Regions from separate parts of the Mus musculus genome. Here all the other regions are linked to region 1. Evidence: chromatin contacts called from public HiCAR-type and promoter capture Hi-C data. All regions are on one chromosome and are shown on one strand. Each heading gives the region's core, a stretch centred on a gene start, on an enhancer-like site or on the middle of the called end of the contact. The rest is flanking DNA. Distances are from core to core; before and after follow the strand shown.

Region 1 (3,444 bases), core at 647-3,146:
GTTCATGAAATGAAATAAGGTATATCTTTTTGTTTGTTTTGGTCTTAGGATAGCCTTGCATGTAAAGAAATGGCTCAGCAGTTAAAGAGCACCTGATGCTCTTGCAGTGGACCCAGGTTCGGTTCCTAGCATCCACACGCAGCTCACAATCATAACTTCAGTTCCAGGGGATCTGGTGCCCTCCTCTGGCTTTTTTCAGGCAGCAGACACACACACACACCACACACAGTGTGTTTATACACATGCAGGCAAAGCATATCCATCAAATAAAATATAGACTTATACCATAGCCCAGGCTGCAATGGAATTCACTATGTAGACCAAACAGACATCAAATTTGTAGTGTTCCTCCTCCCTCCAAGGTTTATTGTTGCTTGGGTCAGATCCAGGGCTTCATGCATTCAAGGCAAGCACTCTACCATATGAGCTTTAAGGTTTACAGCAGAGTAATATGGGAATTACTGTGTATTAGGATACCATGTCTTCCCAGCACTGGCAGTTTGGTTATGAAGTTATAAAGCCAATCTAGGTAGGTACTCAAATTATGTTACTGGAATGACATCAGGCTGGGCACAATAGTAAACTCCTGGCCTTTAATCTGAGCACTTGGGAGGCAGAGGCAGGCAGATCTCCATGGAAAAAGGAAACAATGATAAGAATTCAAGTCAGCCCTGTCTGTGTACTCGGTAATACCTGATTGAACTGGCATTACTGTCTAAAGGTTCTTGATTGGATTCAGTTTTCTCTGCCAAGAGTTTAAAAACTTCTGAGCTCAACAGGTAGCAGTGGAGAAATATCAAAACCTGAAGACAGAAGCAGACAGAATCAGATGTTGAAGAAATGCTTTTATTGGGGTAAAGAAACACACACATGCAGCAAACGCAGAGAAAAAGCCCCTCCTCGGCAAAGCAGAGGGTAGCTGAAAATAGTCCCTTCTTGAGAATTGGGGGGACGGGTTGTTTTTGATTTTGAAGTCTCTGAAGAGGTTTCCTCCCCTAATTTAGTGTGAGTCACTTTGAAGAATGAGAAAATGGTTGAAAAACTGCCCTGATCTGGCTTTGAACTTTTTGAACCAGGCCATCAGCATGGGAAGGAGAAAAAGCTACAAGGCTTTTTAAATTGCCAGGCTTTTTTTTTTTTGGTCTTGGGTCAGGTGGGTGAGGAAAAGCCAACCATCTTTAAAGTTTTCCACCTTTATTACCCATCCATGGCCCCTCTTCCTATCTGCCCACTGTAGGACTGCCTCCCTGTACTACTACTTTACAAAAAGACAGACAGACAGACCGGATGGATGGATGAACGAATAAACGAACCGAACCAACCAACTAACCAACCGCCTAGAAAGAAGGCTCGGGTATTAAGAGAGCTGCTTTTCTTCTACAGGTCCACAGATTCCAATGTCTTAGCTTCTGGAGACACATTCTGGCCTCCACAGGCGCACGTGCACACACAGATAAAGTACGTAAACAAGCAAACAGTGCAGGGCATTTCTCTAATTTCATTACTTGGGAAGCTAAGTAAGGCAGGGCTGCCTCTAACTCGAAACAGTCTAGGCTACATTGCAGCCCAGAGACTACAACCTGAGACTCTGTGCCAAGCAAACAAAAAGGTTAAACTCCAAACAATGTTGTGACCACGTTACTTTCCTCCAAAACAAAGGACAGGAGTCTACTTTAAAGGGTAGTGCAGTCCTTGTGGCCTTACCTGACTTTATTCGATCAGCAAGTGGAACTCGCCCTTCACGTGCAGGAGAAAAAAAAAAACAAGTACGGTAGGTCTCCTTTTTCGGGAGAGGAAGACTGAGCCCGTGGCTCTAACTACACAGCGTAGTGGGTACGTGAAGGCGGCGAAATTTGGAACCAATGAGACGCGGAACGCGGGGCCGCCCGGACCGAAGGGCTTACGCACCGGCTCCGCCCTCTTTCGAACTGTGTTTTGTTTTGGATGTCCCTCGGTTCCCAAGGCAACTGGGAACGCCGAAGCCCTAACCTGGCGACTCCTCAGGTCAGACCCTATAGACCTGAATGAAGCGCAATTGCACAACTCGTGTGAGCCATGTCTGCGAATTCTGATTTCTAAAACCTCTTGCTGGACTTATGCTGCTAGCACTGTATGCCAAGCATACTGTTAAGAGTATGAACCTGGAGTGGCAAGTAAAGTTTTATGACATTCAGTTGCGGTGTGTCATAATTATAAAGTCACACGTAAGACTGTTTTCAGCCTGTAGGTTCAGGATCTATTATATCCAACTTTCTAATGACTAAATTTTCCACTGGCCCCTCAACTCAAGACTTCAAAATTAACCCATTTCACCTTCATTACCGAAAATCTGCTATGATGTACAAGAAAGAAAAACATCCCAAACTAAGAAAATGGCAAACCATGTTGCTGTATCTAAATTTACAAATTGAAAAATGTTCTTCAGATGCCTGGTCAAAATCTGATTTGGGGCTTGGGGATGTAACTCAGTTATTATGAATGTTTATATAGCATGAGACCCTGGGATCCATCTCTAATTCTAGCACTTAGGAGAGGATGGTTCAAGGTCATACTCAGCAAGTTAGAAGTTAGCCTGGGATAGATGAGACACGGTCTCAAAAGGAAAGGGAAAGGGAAAAAGGGAAAGGGAAAGGGAAAAGGGAGGGAAGGAGAGGAGAAGGGAGGGGAGGGAAGGGAAGGGAAACAAAACCTGGACTCTATCTAGGTGGCTCAATGAGTAGAGGCCCACTGCCAAGCCTAACAACCTGAGTTTCTCAGGACCTACATGGTAGAAGGAAAGAAGAACTGTCCTCTGACTATCACCCCCAACACACACACACACACACACCAGAATACATACATGTAATACAAACTTTAGAAATCTGTATTTAGCGGCCAGAGAAATGCTCAGTGGTTGAACATGTATAGTGCTTGCCTAGGATCTGAGTTCTCTTCTCAGACCCATATAGGGTGGTTCACAATTCCTGTGATCCCAGCTCCAGGAGATCTGATATCTCTGGCCTACTTGGGTACTTCGTACTCATGTACGAAGACATACCCAGACACACATAATTAAAAATGAAAAATTTAAAGTTCCAGATGTAGTGACATGTGCTTCAAATCCCAGAATTTAGCCAGTATAGGTAGGTGAAGCTCTGTAAGATAAGGGCCAACCTGATCTACATAGCAAGTCCCAGACCTAGTGAGATCCTATCTCAAAAATGGGGGGTTGGGAGGGTTGGAGGAATTTTTAAAAATCGGAGACTGGCAGTGGTGGCATATGCCTTTAACCCCTCAGGAGGCAGAGGCAGGTAGATCTCTGTGAGTTCAAAGTCAGCCTGGTCTATAGTGCCAGTTCCAGAACAGTCAAGGCTAGACCAAGAAACCTTGCCTTAGACAGACAGACAGACAGACAGACAGATAGATAGATAGATAGATGATAGATAGATCTGTACTTATAACTTA
Region 2 (3,444 bases), core at 342-2,841, 2.4 Mb after region 1:
TATCATTTTCCTTTGTTCTTAATGTCCCACTTTTTGAAATTAAAATCTAGTATTTAAAAAGCTGCAGAGTTTGGTTTTTGAGAAAGAACTTAAAGTTGGGTGGGTAGAGAGGAGGAGAGGATCTGGAAGGGCTTGAGGGAGAAGGGACTATGATCAAAATATATTTAAAATTTAAAACTGTTTTAAATAATAAAAACTGCAGAGAACACCTTTTTATTTAGACAGCCTTAGTTTCTATTCTTTGGCTTATTTGTAAGCAAACTCAAGAAAACAAGTGCTGAGACTTCCAGTATTCTATTTAATGTGGTTTTTCTGAGTCTAATTTGTTCATTACTTAACAGCAAGGCCTTTCAAAAGAGCACGGAAACTACACCGAACTATGCTTCTCATTCTAAACACATCCCAACAAATGGGATGCCTAATCGGGCCTCTAACTAGGAGAAAAAACGCTCAGCAGAGCGAAGGCAAATACCAAACTTTTATCCCTTGTACTTCTTCTGAGACCAGGATTTTCCAAATAAAAGTACTTTTATGACCTCGCGCAATATCATAATTTATCGTATATTTAACTAAATTATCTCCCCAAATAGACACAAGAGCAACTAACTCAAATAAAGTGCCTCTTGGCCACGAGGGAAAGAGCATAATAAACTTAATTGTTTTATATATCCTGAGGCGTAAGAGAAAAACCTTTCCATTTAGGCTTGTGCGTGAGACATCAAGACAACTTGATATGCAAATTGCAAGGCTTATTGACTTAAAGTAGGGAGACCTGACCGATTTAAGCCACGACTGCCAAATAAGGGGTAATCACCACCTTAAAACCATTGAACTTTGTTCGCCTGGCTTCTTGGCAGTCGTGTGGCTAATACCAGAGCCAAATCCATAAGTGGCTTCTACCGAAACGCGTCCCAAGTTGCAGAGGAGCCGGAGAGCGCGCCGGCTCTGCACCGAGTGAGTCCCGAGGGGCGGCAGCAGCGCACCTCTACACCAGCCGCTGCTCCAGACCCACCTCGCATCTCTTCACCGCGTTTCTCCAAACTTCGGGACCCAAGAGCGACCCCGCAACAGAGAAAGTAGCATCGGTGACAGGGACGCCGCGGCTCGGGCACAGTTTGCCGTCGCTGTGCACCGGCAACTTTGTGCCGGCGAGCCGTGCCCTCTGCGTCCGGAGGGGACGGGAAGGTGGGCCCGGAGCAGGACGCGCGCGGGGCTGGCGGCTCCGCTCCCGGTACGCAGGCTGCCGCACCCGGCTCGGCGAAGGCCCCGGTGACTGACAGGCGGTGGGGGCGCGGCCCCGCCTGCAGCCCGGGGACGCCGCGCACGGCCGCGGTTCTCCGCTCCGCCAGGGACACCTGGGCTGGGCGCCGCGGGCTGTACCGCGCCAAGCCCCTCACACCTCCCCGCAGCGAGCGCCGCCCTAGCCCCGCGGCCCTGCCCCGCGCCGGCGCCGGTGCCCTCGCCCGCTCTCACCTGCCGGTGTCGCCCGCGCCCGCTCAGCCTCCTCCTCAGTCACCGCAGCCCGCGGCGCGCGTCTCTCGCGCCAGGCCCCGCCTCGTCCCGCCCCGTGAGGCGGTGCCAAAGCGGCCGCGCCAGAATCTCGCGAGACTTGATCTCCTAGATTTTTTTTTTTAAAGGGGTCGCCCCTGACGTCATACGCACCCAGGCGGAAGTGTCCTTCTGGCGTCAGCGCCAGTACCGACCCCCACCTTCGCGGGCGGAAGTGTAGGTTGGTCCAGGAACCTGAGCTCAGTCTAATCACTACTGGGCGTTGTAACGTTCTTGTCTCATGGCCCTCTCCAGTTCTAACTGGTTCTGCCTGACCCTGAGAGAGGCCTGGTGTGATGGAGCTCTCCTCAAGGCAATGCAAAGATGGCTCCATAGAGGAGAGATCACCAATGTAGCAGCTCTGTGACTTCCACGTCTCTATAACTGAACCCGAAAGGCTTAGGAGGATTTAGAATTTAGGAAGACCACAAGAAACTTACCAGCATACATGAAAATTTGCTAAACTTACCTGAAAAATCCCAGAGCAGTTGACAACATAACATACAGCATTAGGCTAGAAAATTGTCGTCGTCATTGTCTCTTCCCTTCGCATCAAAGGTAGGCAGGCAAACTTCAGGACCCGCGGACTAGCCAAACACTATACACTGTGTGTCCTACACACACCTACTCTTAATTTATACATCCAGCACAGTAAGAGATTAACAACCGAACCATAGATTTAAGCAACCTCAACAACATTTACTTTAAAAAAACAAACAAACAAACAAACTTTGACGCCAGGTACAGTGTTTCATGCATGTAATCCCATCACCAAGGAGGCTGAGGCAGAAGCTGCGGCAAGTTTGAGACCAGCCTGGGCTACATAGTGAGTTTGAGCCCAGCTAGAGCTACAGAGTGAGACCCAGTCTTAACAATACAAAAGCAGGCTAAATCTTATCTTTGATGTAGACAGCCAGCTGCTCTTGTGCTTTGGGGCTATTATGAAATAAAATGAGGATTATTGGAACAAGGACCATGCCTCCCAGGGGGCCAGGAGTTTCACATACACAACATTGACACTCCAGAGGAACTGCTAGCGTCCTGGGAGCAACACAGTGAGGGGAGTGAGAGACTTCATTGGCTACTTAGAACGGCATTTTCAGTTTAAAACTGGTGAATCATTTATTTCTGGAATTTTCCACTTCATAATTTTGGAACATGGTTGACTGTGGGTACTGCCAAAGTGAATCTGTGGATAAAGGGAGAAGAGTGTGTGATATTTAGAAAATCACTTTCCCATGGAGAACACAGGGGAGAGTTTTGGGAAAGTGACAAGAGTTTTGCTTTTTAAGATAAAACTGGTCTTTGAGTAAGACAAACCAATATTCCCAATCACTATTAACAAATCCATTCTTGGAGCCGGGTGTGGTGGCGCACGCCTTTGATCCCAGCACTCGGGAGGCAGAGGCAGGTGGATTTCTGAGTTCGAGGCCAGCCTGGTCTACAGAGTGAGTTCCAGGACAGCCAAGGCTATACAGAGAAACCCTGTCTCGAAAAACAAAAAAAAAAAAAAACAAAAAAAAAACAAAACAACAAAAAAAAACAAATCCATTCTTCAAACAGTGGGATTTTATGAAATACCCTTAGCTTTTACACTATTAAAACAATATATGCAAGGGCTAGAGGATGGCCCTCTTCTGCTCTCACAAAAGGCCAGAGTTAGGTTCCCAGCACCCACAGCAGATGGTGCACACCTTAGTAACTCCAGTTCAGGAAATTGGATGCCCCTTTTCAGCTACCAGAGGCACCTACATACATGTACATGTGCACACTTACACAGAGACACATATATACAATGTAAGGGTCCAAAAATCACTGAAGGAAGAGCCCAGACTCAGATAGTATGCAAAAACAAAGAGTGTTTATTCCACAGAAACATCCAGTATGCAAGGGTCA
Region 3 (3,444 bases), core at 675-3,174, 2.1 Mb after region 1:
AGGCTAGGAAGGGCAGCACAGAGTGAGAGCAGGAGTGAGGCAGAGACAAACAACAGCCAGCTTCCTCACAGGTGAACATCTTTGTGCTCAAGAGTCAACTCACTTATGTATTGTTGGAAGAGTTGGAGCCATAAGTGGAGACTTGGCTTTTTGTTAACAGCTCATGACTTGGGAATGACACACATCATAGACAAATAGCAACAAATACATACTTCTTTTTTTTTTAAGATTTATTTATTTATTATATATGTAAGTACACTGTAGCTGTCTTCAGACACACCAGAAGAGGGAGTCAGATCTCGTTACGGATGGTTGTGAGCCACCATGTGGTTGCTGGGATTTGAACTCAGGACCTTCGGAAGAGCAGTCGGGTGCTCTTACCTGCTGAGCCATCTCTCCAGCCCCAAATACATACTTCTTAATAGAGCCTCATGTGCAAATTATAATAATATATTTAAAGCACTGGGCCCAACACGAGGTCAGTAAATAGTGGCAATTGCTCTTTATATTGTTAAGTCCCAAGAAGACATTTTAGAAAATATGACCATTGTGTTTGAAAATACATTCCTTACTGCGAATACACATATTTCACCGGTGACTCAGTAACTCATGGTATAGCTAACACCCAGTTGAACCCTATGTTAAATACTTTGAAAGTCCTTTATTTGTGGAGTTGCTGGGAAGAAGCAATTGTGGAGGGAGGGCTCAGAAGGTCAGCAGTGGGAAGTTTTCTTTAGGAGTCCTGAACCAAAACTGACATCCCCACCACACCTCATGAACAGTTGCTCTCCTTACAACAGCAGTAACATTTTAAGCTTGTGACTATGAGATGAGTTCAAAGACAACTTTTTTTTCCAAATCAAACTTTATGTATAATTTATCATTTTCTCTTCCAATTTTTAGTTTTGAATAAACAAAACCCAAAGTAAAATTTCCCAAGACACAGCAACAGCTATTTTTTTTTTCTTTTCTTTTCCGTAACTGGGACACTAGCAAGTTTTAACCCAGGGATCACTTTCAGTCAATGTAGGGGGTGGATAGCCCTGTGTTGGGGATTGTCCTCCTGTTCTGTCTCACAGGCCAGTCACAGCAACATGCCCAGTTTAGAGGATGCGGATGTAAACTCTGCCCATGTCACTCAGCCCATCTCTTTTACTCAGACAGTTCCCTAGCAGCTCTTTGATGGAGATACAGTCCTTTGTTTCCAGCACAAACTGCTCCACAGCCTTTCGTCCTGGCAGCTGGCTCTCCATCATCCCGTTTCTGACACTCTCCAGGACAACGCCTCTGATAGCCTTAGGTTCTCCAGGCACACCGAAGATGATAAACAGACCCAGACAGTCCTCTCCTACCAAGTTACAGAACTCTTGCAGCTTGTCAAATCTGCCTTTTTTCCAAGACTCCTCTCCCCTTGACTCACAGGATTTTGGGTCCGTCAGAGGGAGCGAAGCCATCCTCAGAGTCTGCACTGCCACCTGAAGCCGTATTTGCTTATCAGGTCCCCAGAAGGTCCAAATCCAGTCTGCTCCAAACAGCCAGGCCTGGTGCTTGGTCATCTTGGTGGTGGTGAGCCACTCATCCGCTCCCCTTTCCTGGCAGAAGGTAACGAAGTGGACGAGGAAGACCTCAGTCAGTGAACTCGCTGCAAGGCAGAGTCTGCTCAGCGGATACTCAAACCCGAGGTACTCCTTCAGCTTCTGCGCTGCATGGGAAATAGCCGCACTGACCACCTCACACATGGCAAGAACCTCCTGGCTGTCCTTCGGAGCTACCTGCTGTGAAGCCTTTTGTCCCATTTTCTCACACCCAGTAAATGCTGCTTCTAGCTATTCAGCATGTGAATGTCACCGGGAACTGCCTCTTTCTCATAGATTTTCTTCAGCAAAGCCACATCTGTTAAAGCCACCACCAGCTTCCTAATGCCACAGCTTCCTTGATGTGGCTAGCCATATAGACCCGAGGCTAGACAAACATGTGAGGGAGGGCCCCGTTTGTCAACTGGGTGTGTTGTGCTCACAGATTCCTGATGCTTGCCAAGTGACAAATGACAATTTCACACAAAACACCTGCTCTACTCCAGGTTATGTACAGGCTACATTTGATCTCTTCCTGGATGTGGCTCCTGTTTCTAAAAACTAGTCAAAATAAAACCAGCACGTGAATGTATGGGTTAGACTCCTACATTCTCCAACCAATGTCTCTAAGCTTGTGTCTCTTCTGTTTCCCTTTTTTGACGCATCTGTTCTGACCCTTCCTTCCCCAGGCAGGTTGCTGGCATTTCCTTTTATATGTACTTCTTAAGCAGAGATCTCAATTTGTCTGATTCAAAAAAACTCAATCAAACGTGCAAGTTTACAAACAAAAATCAGTTACTGTTTCCACCAGAAATGAAGACTTTGTTTTTCTGAACAAAGAAACAATGACAAATACACAAGGCAATTATCAATTGACTTTATTTCCTCTCATAAGGTAATGCAAACTTTGCATAATACTTTTGTAAATAAAATATATAATCAAAAGTTTTTAACTTTATCACATATCATCAGTTGTTACATTGTCCTTGATAAAGAATATTTGGCATCTGTAACAGTCTGCTGGTATTTTAACCAGGTTCTAATAACAAACTGAGCTTTCAAATGGTGGTATTTATTCATGTTAAACTAAAACCCCAATACAGGAAGAAGCCAATATTGTCATGAAATCATGAATGGGAGCATGTTAGCATCTGATAATTTAATTAGAAATAACCAGCAGTGTTACAAGGTTCACAATGAACAGCTTTATAACCTGCAGAGCATAAAAACGGCATACTGCTGACATTTGGAAATAGCTATCACCAGATCTATCACTGTAAAGTGACCTGTCCACCTGTCCCCCAGTGTCTAAGCTCCTGTCCAGAACACAGGGGATCTCATTTAGAGTAGCCCTGAATGAAAAGTAGATTGTCTCCAACCCTGCTGAAAACACTCATAGACACATACCACTCAACAGCTGCTTTGTAGCTTTCTATTTTCTTTACAAAAAGCCTTTGGGCCCTGTGTGACAGAAAACATGAGCAACCTGCTGTTGGACAGGATAGCCATTAGAAAATGTTCTACAGCTTTAAAATATTTGGGTTCTGATTGAAATAATACGAAGCCCCATCAGCTGACAGTCTGAGTGTAAGGTACAATCGACATGGCTAGGCAGGACTCCTTAGTTCAACATAATGATGAGTTTAGCAAAGGGAAAAAAAAAGAAACTTAAGATGTAAAGGTTCTGTTTGTTTTTTTTGTTTTTCCAAAGTTATTCTAACAAAAACTTTTCTGATGGGTATATGAGTGCATCCAAAGGCTTCAAGTTGATGTGGTAATACCCTAAAATTCTTCATTATAAAGCAAATGGAGTCAAGATTAAAGTCCAAGCTCCAAACTGCTCAGCAATTTTTGTGGGAGCCAAAGAAGT
Region 4 (3,444 bases), core at 683-3,182, 2.1 Mb after region 1:
ATATGTACATGCTAAAGCTACCCACAAGGGACTCAGGCATCCAGACCGGGGAGTCTGAGGCATCCCAGATAGACAACAGACTTGGAGAGACAAGGGTACGCCCATTCTGTAGCTGACCGCTCCAGGCTCAAGTTTTGGGTCAAAGATGATTGCCGTCTTAGAAGGAAATAAGAAACAAAAGTGAGGATGAAAAGAGAAGAGAATCCTCTCTGGCAAATCCCTTACACCATCCTAGGGAGAGGGGATGCACGCTCTCCTACCCAAGTGAGAAGGATCCAAAGTCACTGTCAGCAACAACAAAAATTTCTGAAGCCAGAATTACAAGTTACTGCTAGTGTCTCCGTAATTCGGGTCAGACAAGTTAAAGAAAAGCGAAGGAAAAACAACCGTTATCTTTCCCAATAGCCTTCTCTGCAAGCCGGTCTAAGGCAGAGAAACCATTCTTACCTGGGGCCTGCACCTGAAAGAAGACCACTAGGCTAGCTGACACAGTACTCGTCTTCTTCCTAGCAAGCCCTGGGCTCCCTGGGAACTCCGCCAGAGGCGACAGGCCAGCAGCACTAAGCAAGATGCCATCGCCTCTGGCCAGCAAACACCAGGGCAATGAATGAAGGGTGCAGACACCCCCTTTGCACTTACCGCTTCTGGTTCATGGAGGCCACCTGCAGCCACTCGTTGGTGATGGGATTGTAGGAGTGTGCGGCAGAGATCTCCTGGCTGGTGATCCTGTAACCACCCACGATGAAGAGGTAGTTGTCCAAAATGGCTGAGCCGTAGCCCCTGACGTTCACCAGGTCGGGGGGCAGGTTGTTGGCCAGGGGGAACCAGCGCTCCGTGGTCTCCTCGTACCTAAGCATGGACGGGGGTTCCCCCTGATACGGGTGCGGGGCAAGGGGTCCCCCGAGGAAGTCCCCCAGGGCCACCAGGACCGGGGTCCCGCGCATGCGGGCCTCCCTCAGCCTCTGCTTCAGGCTGCAGTCCCCGGGGGCCTGCGGCGGCGACAACAGTAGCGGGAATTGCGGCTGACACAGCACCTGGTGGAAGCGCAGCACCATGAAGCGCAGGCAGGCGTCCTGCAGGTCGGGCAGTCCGTACACCTGCGCCAGGCGGTACAGCTCCAGGCAGTTGCCCAGACGCACGTGCGACAGCAGCAAGCGCAGAAGCGCCGTGACCTGCAGAAAGGACGCGGCCTCCACCATCTCGGACAGCACACTAGCCTCGGCCAGCTCGTCCTCGCTCAGGCCCCAGCCCTCGCGCGCGCCGCCCGCGTTGATGAAGTCCAGCACCAGCCGCAGGCCCGGAGCGCTCAGGCCGCGCAGCTGCTGCACCTCCGGGCCCACCTCGGGCCGCACGGCCTCGCGCATGCCGGAGCGGTAGAGCGCGCGGAAGTAGTCGCTCTGTTCGATCAGCTTGCTCTTGCTCACCGGGTAGCAGCGGTCTTCCAGGCGGATCTGCACCATCTCCTCGGCCGACATGGCTGGGCCGCTGCGCCCCGCCGCTCGGCCGCTCAGGCTCCTCCCCCGGGCGCACAGCCTCCGCCGAGCCCGGCCTGCGCTCTCGCTTCCTTCCTTCCGCCGCCGCGGGCCGCGGGCCCCGGGCTCAGCCCCGCCGGTGCGTCACACGCCCTCCGAGTAAACGGCCTCTCTGATCTTTAATCCATGTGTCTATGTGGGTTCCTCCGCTACAATGCAGGTGCCAGGAAGCCAAAGGCGGCAGATCACCCTGCAGCCTGAGGTAAGGGCGGTTGTGAGCTGCCCTACGCGGAAACGGAGCTCCTGTCCTCCGCAGCAGGAGTGTGCACTCTTAACCACTGTGCATTTCTCCAGCACGGTGTTGTTAGGAAACAAACAAACGCGTCGGTTCGCGGTGCTCGCCCCCTACGCACAAGTCACCGTACTTGATCTTCTGGTGTTTCCCGCAGCCCCACAGTCCCTGTGTGAGTTTTCCTGGGCCAGTCAGTACTGCGAGGTTTTAGATCCGCGGGGTGGTTCCAGAGTGGACTAACGGATTACTAGGGCTAAGCAATTTATTAGAAGAGTTATTAACTCCATGGACAAGACAGACAGATAGGAAGGCAGGCAGTGGCATGGTTCAAACCCCAGCACCAAGACAGCAGAGTCTCTGAGCAGCAAAAAGGGCAGGTGGGTGGAGAGGATGCGGAGATGGGGATGCGGAGATGAAGATGCGTCAGAGCTGTCCCCTCTGGGTAGCACTTGCCCGCTCTCATCCCTATCTACCCCACCACCACCATCCCATCATAGCTGTTAGGAAAGAACATTTTCCTATGTTCCCTGGCGGGACGCTTGGTTAGAAGGCTGGATCCCAAAGGCTGTAATGAAGCGATAGTGTCTGCCCTGGTACCCATGGTGCCCTGCCTTGCATTCCCCAGCATTACTGTGTCCGTCGGCTGCTTCACAGAGAGAGGGCTGTCGGCCATTATATTCTGCAGAATACACACAAAGGTAAGGAACTATGAAGTACAGAAAACATTCTAGCAGGATCCGGCCTTCCCATGGGAAAGAGACACAACACATGGACCTGAGGCTTGCTATGCCTTACTTTCTTGGATACTCTGAGAAACTTGGAACACAGCCCCGTGATTGACAGGCCTGCAATCATTCCTGGCAGGCTTCCGTTCCCCATCTGTCACTCTCAGTGTTTGGGGTATGAGGAGGGTTTCAGGTGAGGGGCCAAGGATTTAGTAGATTCTACAGCAAGGCAAAATGCCACAGCTACCATTAGACATCAGGCTGGGGGCTTCTGGGAGGGCTGACTTAAAAAAGGCTGGACCTGGATCTGTCTGCGCCTCCATCAGCAAGGCAGGATTCAGTGAGTCACCAGAAGAACAGGCTCTTAGTCTCTGGCTCTTTAGAATCTTTACCAATGGAAGCTTTTGTTTCCAGACCAACTGGTATTCTCTTGCCTTTTAAAACAAACCAGAAAGCCAACCTTTGAGAATGATTCTCATTAGAGAGGCAATTCAACCCTGGTCACATTACCACAGTGAGGTCAGCTGGACTGCAATCTGAAGTGGTACCTGACAATACTGGGCACCGCTCCTGCAAGATTTTAACCCCTGGCCATACGATGGGGCATCTTAAAAGATCCAATAACTTCAGTAAACCACACAGTGTTCTAAAAAGCTGGGCATAAAGACAAATACATATAAACTTCTTTGTTACAAAGTATTTAAGCTATAGTAGTATCAAGGCTTCATGAACACGTTGTTTAATGTCATCATTGAGTGGATGAAGCTGTCATTGATCATTAAACACTGACAATTGGTGCTCAGGGTCACAGCCCTAAGGGGCTCACTGCTGTTGCTTTGCTAAATGGATATGCTATCAAGTTACCTTCTGAATACTTACGTTCATAGCCACAGATCAGTGCTGCTCTCCATCCGCCTTGGCCCAAGAAGTCTCTGTCTGTAGTGGGCAGACAGCT

The links. Promoter capture Hi-C pulls out the DNA fragments that hold promoters and counts their contacts. HiCAR-type assays count read pairs that join an accessible place to other places.
Region 2: a HiCAR-type map of astrocytes shows a contact between it and region 1, with 7 times the contacts expected there. The contact joins the promoter of Stk38l here to the promoter of Etfbkmt in region 1. A contact is called at or near these places in 1 of 39 promoter capture datasets (frontonasal cranial neural crest) and 2 of 115 datasets of contacts at active chromatin or transcription factors (astrocytes and embryonic stem cells).
Region 3: a contact with region 1 is called in a promoter capture Hi-C map of hippocampal neurons, with 6 times the contacts expected there. The contact joins the promoter of Rep15 here to the promoter of Etfbkmt in region 1. A contact is called at or near these places in 1 of 39 promoter capture datasets (hippocampal neurons) and 1 of 115 datasets of contacts at active chromatin or transcription factors (astrocytes).
Region 4: a promoter capture Hi-C map of embryonic stem cells shows a contact between it and region 1, with 4 times the contacts expected there. The contact joins the promoter of Klhl42 here to the promoter of Etfbkmt in region 1. A contact is called at or near these places in 5 of 39 promoter capture datasets (cranial neural crest, embryonic stem cells, hippocampal neurons and 2 more) and 2 of 115 datasets of contacts at active chromatin or transcription factors (astrocytes and large pre-B cells).

What each region holds. Positions count from the first base shown.
Region 1 is chr6:149,139,965-149,143,408 of GRCm38.p6, reverse strand. Etfbkmt (electron transfer flavoprotein beta subunit lysine methyltransferase) reads right to left here and starts at 1,896. Exons shown (of 5, transcript NM_001252095.1): 1 at 1,705-1,896; 2 at 694-803.
Region 2 is chr6:146,723,077-146,726,520 of GRCm38.p6, reverse strand. It overlaps Stk38l (serine/threonine kinase 38 like), which reads right to left and starts at 1,591. Exons shown (of 14, transcript NM_172734.3): 1 at 1,474-1,591.
Region 3 is chr6:147,031,017-147,034,460 of GRCm38.p6, reverse strand. Rep15 (RAB15 effector protein) reads right to left here and starts at 1,924. Exons shown (of 1, transcript NM_025620.2): 1 at 943-1,924. The coding sequence starts at 1,796. The coding sequence ends at 1,104. It overlaps Ppfibp1 (PTPRF interacting protein, binding protein 1 (liprin beta 1)), which reads right to left. Exons shown (of 31, transcript NM_001355728.1): 31 at 2,436-3,444.
Region 4 is chr6:147,089,563-147,093,006 of GRCm38.p6, reverse strand. It overlaps Klhl42 (kelch-like 42), which reads right to left and starts at 1,932. Exons shown (of 3, transcript NM_001081237.1): 1 at 640-1,932. The coding sequence starts at 1,475.